Regions from separate parts of the Ovis aries genome. Here region 1 is linked to region 2. A link is a contact called in public Hi-C data. All regions are on one chromosome and are shown on one strand. Each heading gives the region's core, a stretch centred on a gene start, on an enhancer-like site or on the middle of the called end of the contact. The rest is flanking DNA. Distances are from core to core; before and after follow the strand shown. Region 1 holds the start of TEC (tec protein tyrosine kinase). Region 2 overlaps TEC (tec protein tyrosine kinase).

Region 1 (7,164 bases), core at 1,587-4,086, 150 kb before region 2:
ATATGCCATTTCAGAGTTACGTATATTAATAAAAGAATGAAATTAGAACACTCCCTAACACCATACACAAAGAGAAACTGAAAATGGATTAAAAACCTAAATCTAAGGCTGGATATTATAGCACTGTTAGAGGAAAACATAGGCAGAACACTGACATAAACTGCAGCTAGATCTTTCTTTACATTAAAAAATAAATTTTGTATTGGTGTATAGCTGATTAACAACCAATGTTGTGATAGTTTCAGGTGTGCAGCGAAGGGATTCAGTCATACATAATATGTATGCTGTTTTCTATTAAAGCTACTGCTCATTTCACATAAGAAATAGTACAGGTTAAATTTTTTTGTAAGTCTACCACATCCTGAATTCAGTTTTACACCTTTTCATTAATGTAGCTGAAGCTCTCTTTCTGACATTATCTCTAAAAACACTGCTGAAAACCAATGCCAGTACTCTCTACTGGCTTTGGAGATGATATACATGTGTTAATCACCTACTTATGCTTGTTGACTGGTAGTATAAACAATGCTTTCTTCAGGAAATGGTATGATGTTATGGAAACTAATTATTACCAATAGAGTTACATTTACCTAGATGTTTTGTTTACAGATCAGTCTATGGTTTTCTTGAGATCAGAGAGTGACAATCCAGACCTTCTCTTCTAAGAAGAGAAGTGATTTATGAAGGTGTTATGTGAGGATCGGGATTTGCTTCCCTTTCCATCAAACTTCACAAACTTTAAGAGCCTCATTTCCACCAAGTCAAAAACAGGAATCACCAGACTTGCCTCCCTCCAGGGAAAGAAAGCTGAAAATCAGTTCTTTTAATCACCACAAATATCTGTTAAACTCTTAAGACAGTAACTTTTACCTTTTTTGGGGGCAATTTGATGAAAATTCTAAGTTCTCTCCCTTATACATATATATGTGAGCATCTTTTCTTGGGAGAAAGCCAACTTTATTACCATAATTACATAATTATAATTTGTGCACACACAAAAGTATACATTTTGCATACTTTCAGAAGGTTCCTGACCTCTTCTCCCTCAAAGAACACCTTCCCTGGGGGAAATTCTTTAACCAGTCAACAGGCAGCAGAGAAGAGACTGGGGCTGCGAAGAGGCAAGATCACCAAAGAGAAATTTTACTAGATTCATTCTGAGACATCATACTCAAGGCCCTCACCTGAGTGAAAGAGGTTTTGGAATCAGAAAGCCTTGGTTCAAATCTGTGCTCTCTTCCCATCGCCCCTTCCTCTTAGGCAAATCATTAATCATCACATTTTTTTTTTTTTCTGTAAAAAGGAATCTTATCAGACTTCTCGGGGTTATTGTATGAGCAAAAGAGAGATAATATATAGGAAGGCATGCTTTTAGGTCTCCAACAAGCAGGAGGTAGAATGAGGATTAATGAATGTGACTTTCCCTTTGCTTCATCTTCAGGCTGACTACCTGGCTGATCAGCTCCCAGCTCCACTGTCACCTCCTTTGAGAAGCCTCGGGAACAACTAGATCTGTGGTCTTTCCCTCCCCACACTCTCAAATCCATCACCCTACTGTATTTTAGTCAGGAGGCTTCTTGCACCTGCAATGGCTTCATTTTTCACTTGCTTATTGATGACTGACTGTCCCTTTCGCCCCATTATACTAAAAGCTTCTGGAGGGCAGAGTCCTTGTATTTCTCTGGGCTCTAACAGCTCATGAGACATGTGCTGTGCCGTGCTTAGTGGCTCAGTCGTGTCTGACTCTTTGCAACCCCACAGACTATATAGCCCGCCAGGCTCCTCTGTCCACGGGATTCTCCAGGCAAGAATACTGGAGTGGGTTGCCATTTCCTTCTCCTCATGAGATATGGTGGACACTCAAATTTGGTGAGCCAGGAGAGCTGTGGTTTAGCGTTCAAAATCAGGAGGCAGACTACAGGGATTTGAATTCCAGCCTTTCAATTTGTTGTTGGGTGACATTAGGTAGGTTCTTTAAATTCTCTGTGCCTTTCACCCTACATAAACTGGTGGACTTTTATGGAGTCGCAGAGAGTCAGAAAGGGCTGAGCCACTGAGCGAGAACACACACACACACACACACACACACACACACACACACCCGACCACATGACCTGTTGTGATAGTTCCATGGGGTCACACACACAAACACACCACATGACCTGTAGGTGTATCAGATGCGCTCTGCTGCTTCAGGTTGGACAGAAAAAGACTTATTCTTTTGGTAACACACACACACACACACACACACACACACCCCGACCACGTGACCTGTTGTGATAGTTCCATGGGGTCACACATGCACACACACACCACGTGACCTGTAAGTGTATCAGATGCGCTCTGCTGCTTCAGGTTGAACAGAAAAGACTTATTCTTTTGGTAAAACTGGCTGCTTCGCTCCACCTCACTGCGTTACCACCTGGCTCGCCACCATTTAGCGGAAGGGGAGGTGCGGTCCCTAGTTCCGATCGAGTCCCCGCTCACCCACAGGTGGCACTGCTCGGGGCTCTCCCGGGCCAGGGGTGTCCGTGTCCTCGCGGGGCGGTTGAGGGGGGCAGGAAGGAGGAGGTTCCTGCGTCCAGGAAACACCAGGGACGTTCCCGCGACTTCCTCGAAACTTCCGCTGGGTCCCGGGAGTCGGAACGCGTAAGCGACCCACTCCCACCTTCAGTCTCAGCACCGCAGCAGAGCAGTGGGAACAGGTCGCCGCCGGCCTCCGGCAGCTGGAGGCGGAGCCCTCGCGGGCCGGGCGGTCGCCGGGCCGGTCGGGGCGGGGAGAGCCGAGGAGGGGGCGGGGCTCCAGGCACAGGACTCCGAGGCTCGGGCGGACTTCAGTGTCCCGGGCTCCGCGAAGCCGCTGCGCTCCAGCCAGGTAAGGGCGCTGCGGGCAGGCGAGGGCGGCCCAGGGCCTGCGCCACTCGGGGCGGGGAAGGGTGGGTGGGGATGTGTGCGGCGAGAGGAGAGTTCCAGCAGCTCAGAGGCTGACTCTCGTGGAACCAGGAAGGATTTTCTCTACCCCGCGCGGCCGTGAGCCCGAGCGCGCCGCCCCAGGTGAGGAACCCCGTCCCCTGCGGGCTACGGAGGGACAGGTGCGCGTCCCGGCGTAGCCGCGCCTTCCGGCGGCCCCAGCCTCTCGGTCTCCCGGGCTCCGGTGCTGGCTTCTCCCGAGGAGCGCCCGCCCTTCTCCTTGAGTCTCGGGACAGAGGCCGCCCTGCCCCAAATTCAGCGTTGGGTTCACTTCCCAGCCGCGCCGCGGACTTCATTCCTTCTCTCTGCTTGGGCAGCAGCGAAGTCTTGATGCGAGAGTTGGCAGAATCGACAGACTTTCCACGGTTGCATGTGTCTGAGTGCCTGTCCCCACCAGCCTTACATTTTTTTTTTTTTCAGCCTTACATTTTTAAATCTGGGAAACTGTGTATGAATCTTGATAGCAGGGAGTCGGTGAATACATGTGTTGGGAAAACTAGGGCCTTGACTCCGGGGTGTGCGCTTTCCTTCAGATCCTAAATTTCCTTTTGGTTTGATTTTGTTTTTTTTTTTTTTCCTCCATGGAAGAACAAGAAGTTGCTGTGTATCAGATTCGGAAACAGTCTCATCTGTTGCCATTCTTTGGAAACTGGAAGACTTGATTAGAAGGGTAGGTCTCAGTGTTAAGTTAGAACAACAGGATGACTGGTGGCTAAGTGGGTTTGAAGCTTATCCAGAATAGTTAAGTGTTCTGAGCATATACCCTGTGTTTTTCCAGTGAATGCCCATTTTTTTTCCTCTTCGGAAATTCTGAGAATTCACTTTTTTTTCTAGATAATTCTTCCCTAAAGAGCTAGAAAGGAGGAAACACTCCAACAAACCAGTAGGTTTCCCAAGTAAGTTTAGGATTTAACAGGTTGGTTTGTGATACTGGTAGGTTAGTTGTTGAGAATTGCATGGAGTGTCATGATTTACATGGAGAATAGAAAATGTGTATAACAGTCTCCTTAAGTATTTGAATTTTTTATTTTTTTTTTGGTTTAGGCACATTTTCATTGTTTAGGGAAAAACCATACTTTCCCAATACTCGTTAATCTGATCAGTATATTCTTTTGTCAGTTCTAGGTGCTTACTGCATTTGTGTTAATGATCTTGATTCTTCCCAGAGGGTGTGTACATTTTGGTTTGTAGAACTGTATAGGGCAAGCGTTGCAAACACATGGGAATCAGTGTTGTTTGACTGGCAAACCTCTAGTTTGCCACACACAGGTTCTTGAACTAGAATTTTGACATCTTCCCAAATAGAAAAAAAAAAGAATATTAATGTATGCTCTAGCACTGTCAACCTGTTCCTTGCTTATTGTGTATCAAAATAGTCATATTTTGTCAGCAGCTAGTCACTCAAGGGCAGAGTCTATGTTTTATCAGATCTTAGTGAATCTCAAGAAAAAGGCGATCTTTGCTTCCTAAGTTGACCCTGGACAGGATGGCAGGTGGCATTGTGGCTGTGTCTGGCCACTTTTTGCTTGAGGAAGAATTGCTGGTAGAGACCTTCCTCTGTGTGTACAGAGCGCTGGCAGCCTGAGCCTTGCGCTCCAGGCATATCTCTACCTACAGGTTCCTCCAGGTTGACCTGGTTGGTGCCTCCCTTCCCCACCCCAGCTCTTCCAGCTCCTTGGCTTCCATCCCACTACACTGCTCCCTGGGATTCCACCCCTGGAGAGAATCATTTTCTTGTTCAGGGCAGGGATAGTCCACGTAGTTGACAGGGCTGTTGACACCCAGCTTGGTGCATAGATGCTGTTGATGATGGGGCTGCCCGTTTCAGAGCCCTTACTGTGTTCTTTTTCCAGTGTACTCAGGCAAAGTGGAGCAACTGACGTCGAACCCAGATCAATCGCTGTGAAGGCTAGCTGCCTTGGTTGGATTAACTGGAGTCTGCTAGAAAGGAGTGCAATTGGTCCATGGTCCCTGGCAGTTCTAAAATTATCCCGTCCCAGGAGATTATGCCATGAGACTAGCTTTGTTGAAAAGAACCCCAGAGGAGAAAGGCATAGCAGTTGTCTTCACCTACAAGCATGCCTCCACCCAGGCTTGCCTTTGCATCTCTACTCTGGCTCAGCCAGTCCTTCTTGGTTTGGATTATAACTATTAACTTTCCCACTAAGTCTGACTGTTCAGAGCTCAGATGACCGCAGCTGCATGGTCTAGATGTAGAAAATGATATTTTCTTTTGTTTAGGTGAAACAAGGCTGGAATTTTCCCAAACAAATTGTTATTAGGGAAACAGAGCAAAAGCAAATAATAAAAGGGCACAGAAGCCACTATGCTTTTTGTTTTGTTATATTCTTCTCTCTTTTCAGTTTTAGTTTTAAACTTTTAATCCAAGTTACATTTTTCCCTCTTCAGAAATAAACACTTGTGATTCCCTGAGCTGGTTATATTGATATTTATTCCTTGTAGGCGATACTTGTTGCATTTTTCAGTTTGAAGGTTTATCTGTTCACTTCCCGCTGTGGAAGATGATGACTTGGTTCTTTTTTTCCCTTTGACCTCCCATCTAACCACAGCTTCCTTATTTTCCTATCCTTGCCATAGTTAAACAGTAATTAGATCAATATTCGTAGCCAAGCCAAGTACAACTTCTTTTCTTCGGAGTCAGTAATTGCTTTGTTTGTTCACTGATTTAGCTTTTTAAGTACTCATCATTAATTTTACCCAAAGCTTTTGAATAATTTTCAGATTCTTCCCTTGGAAGCATCAGGTATTCTGTCAGTTGCATTCTTGCTCTAGTCTGGACTGGCTGCCTTCTACATATGGGCACAGATGTCACCCTGAGGATCTCCCTTTGTCATCATCCTGGGAATCCCCATCATTTCTCTCCTGTATCAGTTCTCCTGTTGCCTATGGCACAGGCCTTTCTTATCTTTGTAGACTCCTTTGTTTTGGTATAGTCCATCCTCAATAAGTTTCCTGCTGAAGGCTGCATAGGGTGTATATTTTTTTTTATTTAGTTTATTGATTTGTGTTTTGTCTATTCATTTTACAGCAAGTGTTGAAAATATGTTTACCACTGTCAATTGATTGTTTATCTGACTGCAGAGTTATAGGATGGAAGATTTGAAGGCATTGTCTCATCATCCCCTTCTGGATTGTGGTGTTGCTATTGAGAAATTCAGATTCCTTAATTGTTAAGAAATCTTAACAATTAACAATTGTAAAATTTTTCTGACACCGTAATTTTGTCTGTAACCTTTCTACACACCTGCTGTTTGTGGAAGGAAGTTTATAGAATTCCTTTCTGGAAGTTTATAGAATTTTCTCTTGGCCTCCATAATCCTGAAATTTTCATGTGTGCTACGATATGGGTCTGTTTTCATCCATTGTTCTGGGTTCTTCCAGTCCAGAAATCTGTGTCTTTCAGTTTGGAAACTTTTCTTGAGTTATCTTATTGATCATTACTTTTTCTGTCTGATGTCCCTTTCAGAAAATTATTGTTCAGATACTAGATATTTTGGGCTGGATACTAGATGTTTTCTTACCTTTTCTTTACTCTTATCTGTCCTTTTATTTCTTGTTTCTATTTTGGGGGAGATTTTCTCAATATTATCATGAACTCCTTCCACTGAGTTTTTCATGAGTGTAATCAATCATATTTTAAATATTTAAAATTAAAACCTTTTTGTTCCCTGAATATATATGCATATGTATTTGTGTGTGGCTTTTGTATTTATTTCTTTCTTGATTTTGTTTTATGGTTTCAGTGTCTTATCTTTCTGAGGAGTTATTTTTTTTTTCCTTTTAAAGCTTTTTCCTTCCTGCACAGACTCAGTTTCCCCAGGTTGCTATTGTCTGTTTGTTTAGATCTTTACCTTTTGTGTTAGAGACTTTCCTTGTATTTCTGATATCCTATGTTGTCTACTCATATCTAAGTGGGGCATTAAAAAGCTAAAGATGTAGTGGGTTTGTTGACTGGGAAATTCACTACTGGGTGATTTGGGGAGACTCTGATGTTAGTACCTCTTGGGCTGGTGAGGGTGCTCAGAAAAAGCTCTTGCAGTGTTTTTCCTGGCTGATGGGAAGAGCCTGGCTGTCAGGAATCTGGGAGCTAGGTGGAGAAGAGGCTGATTGTCTCAGCATCTGCATGTTCATGTAACCCCTCCATGATATTAAAACACCCGAGCTGTGGCTGCC
Region 2 (6,724 bases), core at 2,619-5,118:
ATTGTCAGGCATCCTGGCTTATCTTCAGCGAGAATAATCTTGTTGCAAGATTCCTGCTAGATTGGCTTAGCTAGAACCATCCCCACTCCTCCCTCCGCTGGTGTTTCTTGTAGTAATTTTCACCCACTGAACCCCACTCTTCTCCTTGGCTGTAAGCTTTCGCTTGCCCATGCTGTATTTGGAGTTGAGTCTGTCTCTCTCCCCTATTCTAAAATCCCATTGCTGTGGTCCCAATACCTGTCACAGTGGTGCTGAATGAAGCCTGCCGAACCATCTGTCTGTGACAGTGTCATTGAATTTTTTTTTTTCCCTTTAACAGTACCAGACTAAAATTCAACATATGTCTGTGTCAGAGTTGTCACAGAAGCCACCAGATGAACAGCTTGGGTTTAGGTCTGTGTTAGAGGCTTCTAGAGATTAGAGTAATAGTGTCCCAGACAAGTTTCCCATCTTCCTGAATCTCTGCTACACTTGCGACTGAATGGGAATAAACCAAACAGCAAAAACAAAACCAGAGGCCACAGTTTTGCCCATTGAGAGTCGGACACGACTGAGCGACTTCACTTCACTTCACTTCAACCCACTCCACCAGTCCAGCTCTAGGCAACCACTAGTCTACTTTCTCTCTCTACAGATTTGCCTGTTCTGGATTTTTCATGTAAATGGAATTATACAATATGTGGTCTATTGTGACTAACTTCTTTGAGTATAGTATGTCAGAGCCTCTATAAGTACTCTATTCCTTTTCGCTGATGAATAATCATCCATTGTGTGGATTTGTTTATCTGTTTGGTGTCATTCATTAGTTGATGGACATTCGGGTTGTCTCCACCTTTTGGCTGTTTTCAGTTATGCTGCTATGAACATATGTGTACAAGTTTTTGCCTGGGAACATGTTGCATTTTTCTTGGGTACTTACCTAAGAATGGATTTGCTAGATCATATAGCAACTCTGTGTTTAATATTGATGAACAAATTTCATATCAATTTATCCCCCAAAGAACTTTTTTAAATCTTTTATTCTATTCTTTTTCAGTGTTCGCATTCCCCCATTTCTATTTGTTCTTGTGTGAATTTTATTCTTCATCATTATCTCAGTTAATTCATTTCAGAAACATGTATTAAATGCCTGCTGCATACCAGTAGCTATGTCAGGCTGTAGGGAGACTATGGTGAACTAGATGTTATTAATCTCACCATCTGGTGGGAGAGACAGAGAAGTACATGAGAATATTAAATTACTATGAGATATGGTATACTAGAGAAAATACATTGTGCTACAAGGTATCTATAGGTGAAATACCTGGGATTTCTTATTTAGTACTTAAGCAACTTAAGTTAAAGGATTTAAGGTACATCTCTGATTTCCAGTAGCTGGTATTCCCAATCGTGAATGTTGTAGAGTCCAATTTTTTGTTTGTTTTTTTTTTTTTCTCTACTAAATGCTTTATTTTTTAAATTTATTTTTTAATTGAAGGATAATTGCTTTACAGAATTTTGTTGGTTTCTGCCAAACATCAGCATGAATCAGCCATAGGTATACATATGTCCCTTCCCTCTTGAACCTCCCTCCCATCTCCCTCTTTATAGAGTCCAGTTTTTATGCTGAGATTACAAATACAGAATTATGTCAGGTGAATCACTTTAATTTTTAGTAGACTACTGTAGTTCCATTTTATAATTCAAATCATACTGGGAAAGAACATGATACAATAATTGATACTAATTTTTGGAAACTAACTTTAAACATCCTTTAAAGTGTTTGCAAAGACAGTATGCTAGCATGGTGCCTGATAAACACTGCATTTAAAAAAATAATGTTGAATGAATAAAAACATATGTATATTTAAAAAATATGAAATTGTCAACTCAGTAGTGAAACCAAGTAGAACCCTGTGGGGCCTTCCTGGGTACAAAAACCCCTGTGTGTTTCCCATTTCTTGTTTGTTTAAAAAAAAAAAAGCCTCCCCTGAAATCCTAAGGACAGGCTCAAGCAGTTCATGATTAGAGTTACCGGATTCCTAGTTCCTCCTGAAAGTATATAGATAACAATCTGATGCATACCTTTGAGTTGCTCTGAAGAAACTAAGACCCCCATCCAGGTGCAGGAAGGTGACTGCCTGCTGACCACTAGCAGGTAGACCCCAGACTGGTTGGAACTAGAAGGCTGATGACTGAGATTCCTGAAACATCACGCTGTTACCTACCACCAGTCAGTAGAAGGTCCATGAACTAATCACTCATCAGATGATCCCCTCCCACAGCACTGTCTTTAAAACCCTTGTTGAAAGGCTTTTGGGGAGTTTGAGTCTTTTGAGTACAAGCCACACATTCTCCTTGCTCGGCCCTGCAATAAACCTTTATCTGCTCCGAACTCTGACATTTTGGTTTGTTTGGCCTCACTGTGCATCAGGCACACAGACTTGCTTTTGACAACGTAGGATCATCTTCCTTCCTTCCTTCCTTTACTTTTTGCCAGCATATAGCACAGGAGAAGGAAATGGCAACCCACTCCAGTGTTCTTGCCTGGAGGATCCCAGGAATGGGGGAGCCTGGTGGGCTGCCGTCTCTGGGGTTACACAGAGTCGGACCCTACTGAAGTGACTTAGCAGCAGCAGCACAGGGCTGTATGTACATACAGAAGATGAGCAGTAAGTGAATAAAGGAATGAATTTTGTGGTGAATTTCTAGTTTAGTGTTTTACTATGCGGAATGATTCAGAGTGAATTCAATTGCAATACTTTTCTTTGATTTCTAGGACTTGCCACAAGGCTGCGGTACCCAGTTAGCACAAAGGGGAAGAATGCACCAACTACTGCAGGATTCAGCTACGGTAACTCCTTTTGTAGTTGTGTGGGTAATTTTTCTTGTAAAGAACCCATTATCACAAGGCCAGTTTAGATGCGTAGGATTGTACATAGTGGAGCTGTCTTTATAGTCTGAAATGTTAGATGATTATATTTAATAGCTGTAGTAACCCTAAGTTTTCTGTTTTCATCATTATTCATTATTTGGCAAAAAAAAAAAAAAAAAAACCTGCCTGTTTGTGAAAAAGAAGCATTACCATGTTACTTCTAAATTATATCAAAGTCTTCCTGGTTCTCACCAGGCTTGGTTGGCTACTCACAGGAATGTAAAGATGGAGGTTAGTAGAAAAGAGATCCAACTTGATTGTCTTTGTGCTACTGGTGAAAGCCTTTCAAACAGGTTAAACTCTTTCCAACTTGATGGACTTGAAAAAAAAAAAAAAAAAACCTGAAGGAGAAGAATGGTAAAGGAGGAGGTATTTGTTTAAAAAAAAAAAAAAAAAAGAGCACCTTTAACTTTCAGGCTCCATTATTAGCTGATTATGCAGCATCTTCTTTCCTTCAGTTCACTCTGCTTTTATTGTGACAGCTGAGAATGGGTCCATCGTCCTAGAGAGTAGAAAGCCACCTTCTGTAGTTTACATGCAGGTTGCAAGTCTGCTCTCTGTTTTACCAGTGATAGTATTAATTGTATAATTTTTAGATTGACTTCGGTTATAGTTTGTTTCTCACTGATTTCTACTGTGTTCTCCTGCTTAAACTTTAACCACTTTCTCCTTCTGTCTCACAGAAAAATGGGAGATTAACCCTTCAGAGCTGACCTTTATGAGGGAGTTGGGGAGTGGACTGTTTGGAGTGGTGAGGCTCGGCAAGTGGCGAGCTCAGTACAAAGTAGCCATCAAAGCTATTCGGGAAGGTGCCATGTGTGAGGAAGACTTCATAGAAGAAGCTAAAGTGATGATGTAAGTTTCTGTGTTTTTTTCTGGTTCCCCTTTCTGTATTCAGAAGTGGCCCTTTGCCAGCTAACAGCCCTGGTGGTTTCTTTCTCTGCAGTAACTCTCTGTATGCTTAACTTCCCTCCCAGGAAACTGACACACCCGAAGTTAGTACAACTTTATGGTGTATGCACGCAGCAGAAACCCATTTACATTGTTACTGAGTTCATGGAGAGGGGATGCCTTCTGAATTTCCTCCGGCAGAGACAAGGCCATTTCAGTAGAGATATTCTGCTGAGCATGTGTCAAGATGTGTGTGAAGGGATGGAGTACCTGGAGAGAAACAGCTTCATCCACAGAGACCTGGTAATCATGCCACCTGCTTCCCTGTCCCTGGCCAAATTCCTTTGTAATCTGGGTCAGCAGTTCAGTTCAGTTCAGTTCAGTCGCTCAGTCGTGCCTGACCCTTTGTGACCCCATGGACTGTAGCATGCCAGGCTTCCCTGTCCATCATCAATTCCTGGAGCTTGCTCAAACTCATGTCCATCGAGTCTGTGATGCCATCCAACCATCTCATCCCCTGTCGTCCCCTTCTCCTCCCGCCTTCAATCTCTCCCCAGCATCAGGGTCTTTTCCAATGAGTCAGTTCTTCGCATCAGGTGGCCAAAGTATTGGAGTTTCAGCTTCAACATAAGTCCTTCCAATGAATATTCAGGACTGATTTCCTTTAGGATTGACTGGTTGGATCTCCTTGCAGTCCAAGGGACTCTCAAGAGTCTTCTCCAACACGACAATTCAAAAGCATCATTTCTTTGGTGCTTAGCTTTTTTATGGTCCAACTCTGACATCAATACATGACTACTGGAAAAACAATAGCTTTGACTAGTCTACTGGAAAAACCATAGCTTTGTCAGCAGACAAGCAATGATTTATTCATACCCAAGTTTTGTTCTCAACAGTATTTCCCCATTATTTTTAAATGTGATAAATTTAACTTGCCCGATAGTTTTAACAGAAAGATCTTATTAAATCTAATACATGTAGTATATATAGTTACAGTGGTCTTATTTCCAAGTTAATAACCCTCCATTGATATTTGATCTTCACAAGAATCTCATGAGGTAGCCAGTGATAACAGATTTTCTGAGCACCGTTGTCTTATATAGGGAAATTAGCATCAGAGAAGTGAGATAATTTGCATATGGTGATAAATGGGTAAGTTAAGGGTTGACTCATCTTTTGACTTAATACTAAGGTCTTTTCTAGACTAGAAGCAGAAACTATTATATAACAAAAATCCTTCGGTTCATTTTCTTCATTGGGAAGAGATGGAGGGCCATGTTAATAACTCCAGAAAATATCAGTAATCTTTTACTGGTTCTAAATTATTATGATAGAGACACTTCTTGATTTTCCTCTGTCTTATTCTGTCTCCCTTTCTCCTCCATTCTTTTTTCTTTCTCTTTTTCTTCTCTGCCTATTATTGCCCAGTGTGTCTATTTTCAGTATGTTGGTAGAACTGTTAGTTCCTGTTAAAGTAGTACTTTGGCCACCTCATGCGAAGAGTTGACTCATTGGAAAAGACTCTGATGCTGGGAGGGATTGAGGGCAGGAGGAGAAGGGGACGACAGAGGATGAGATGGCTGGATGGCATCACCAATTCATTGGACGTGAGTTTGGATGAACTCCGGGAGTTGGTGATGGACAGAGAGGCCTGGTGTGCTGCAATTCATGGGGTCGCAAAGAGTCAGACACGACTGAGCGACTGAACTGAAACTGAAAGTATACAACACTCTATTATTAACTGTAGTAATCATGCTATGTCTTAGATACTCAGAACTTATAACTGAAAGTTTGTACCCTTTGACCAACATCTCTTATTTCCCCTATCCCCTAACCCCTGGCAGTCACCAGTATACTCTCTCTTTATAAAAGTTCTGTTCTTTTTAACCCCCGCTTAGACTCCATGGGTAAGTGATACCATACAGTGTTCGTCTTTCTCTGACTGACCTTTTTCACTTGACATAGTTTATTCCAGATTCATCCACGTTGTTGCAACTGATGGGATTTCCTTCTTTTTTATGGTTGAATAATGTTCCATTCTGCATGCCTGTGTGTGTATATTTATATACATGTGTGTATATATATATATATATAAAAGCAGAGACATTACTTTGCCGACTAAGGTCTGTCTAGTCAAGGCTATGGTTTTTCCAGTAGTCATGTATGGATGTGAGAGTTGGACTGTGAAGAAGGCTGAGCGCCAAAGAATTGATGCTTTTGAACTGTGGTGTTGGAGAAGACTCTTGAGAGTCCCTTGGACTGCAAGGAGATCCAACCTGTCCATTCTGAAGGAGATCAACCCTGGGATTTCTTTGGAAGAAATGATGCTAAAGCTGAAGCTCCAGTACTTTGGCCACCTCATGCGAAGAGTTGACTCATTGGAAAAGACTTTGATGCTGGGAGGGATTGGGGGCAGGAGGAGAAGGGGACGACCGAGGATGAGATGGCTGGATGGCATCACTGACTCGATGGACGTGAGTCTGAGTGAACTCCAGGAGTTGGTGATGGACAGGGAGGCTTGGTGCTGCGATTCTTGGGGTCGCAAAGAGTTGGACACGACTGAGCAACTGAACTGAACTGAACTGATGCTTGTATATATGTACACACAGGTGTACACACACACACACACTACACATGCATGCAGAATGGATGTATATATACATACACACACATACACACACACACATACACACACACACCCCACATTGTCTTTATTCATTCACCCACTGATGGACACTTACATTGTTACCATATCTTGACTGTTGTGAATAGTGTTGCTATGTATACGGGAGTGCAGATATTCCTTTAAGACACTAATTTTGTTTCCTTTGGATATGTACTCATAAGTGGGATTGCTGGTTCATATGGTCGTTCTATTTTTAATGTCTTGAGGAACCTCCATACTGCTTTCCGTAGTGG

Evidence for each region. A called contact is a pair of places that touch in the nucleus more often than the background predicts.
Region 1: a Hi-C map of blood shows a contact between it and region 2, with 3 times the contacts expected there. The contact joins the promoter of TEC here to the enhancer-like site in region 2. A contact is called at or near these places in 8 of 16 Hi-C or Micro-C datasets (blood, hypothalamus, liver and 2 more).

The regions. Positions count from the first base shown.
Region 1 is chr6:67,662,692-67,669,855 of ARS-UI_Ramb_v3.0, reverse strand. TEC (tec protein tyrosine kinase) reads left to right here and starts at 2,836. Exons shown (of 19, transcript XM_060417079.1): 1 at 2,836-2,875.
Region 2 is chr6:67,518,590-67,525,313 of ARS-UI_Ramb_v3.0, reverse strand. It overlaps TEC (tec protein tyrosine kinase), which reads left to right. Exons shown (of 19, transcript XM_060417079.1): 13 at 2,759-2,833; 14 at 3,598-3,769; 15 at 3,892-4,108. Among named protein-coding and RNA genes, the nearest start is that of TXK, 15 kb to the right of the region's middle. Within about 2 kb of position 3,868, at least 7 of the 54 cell types and tissues checked have an H3K27ac peak or open chromatin away from gene starts, as enhancers often do.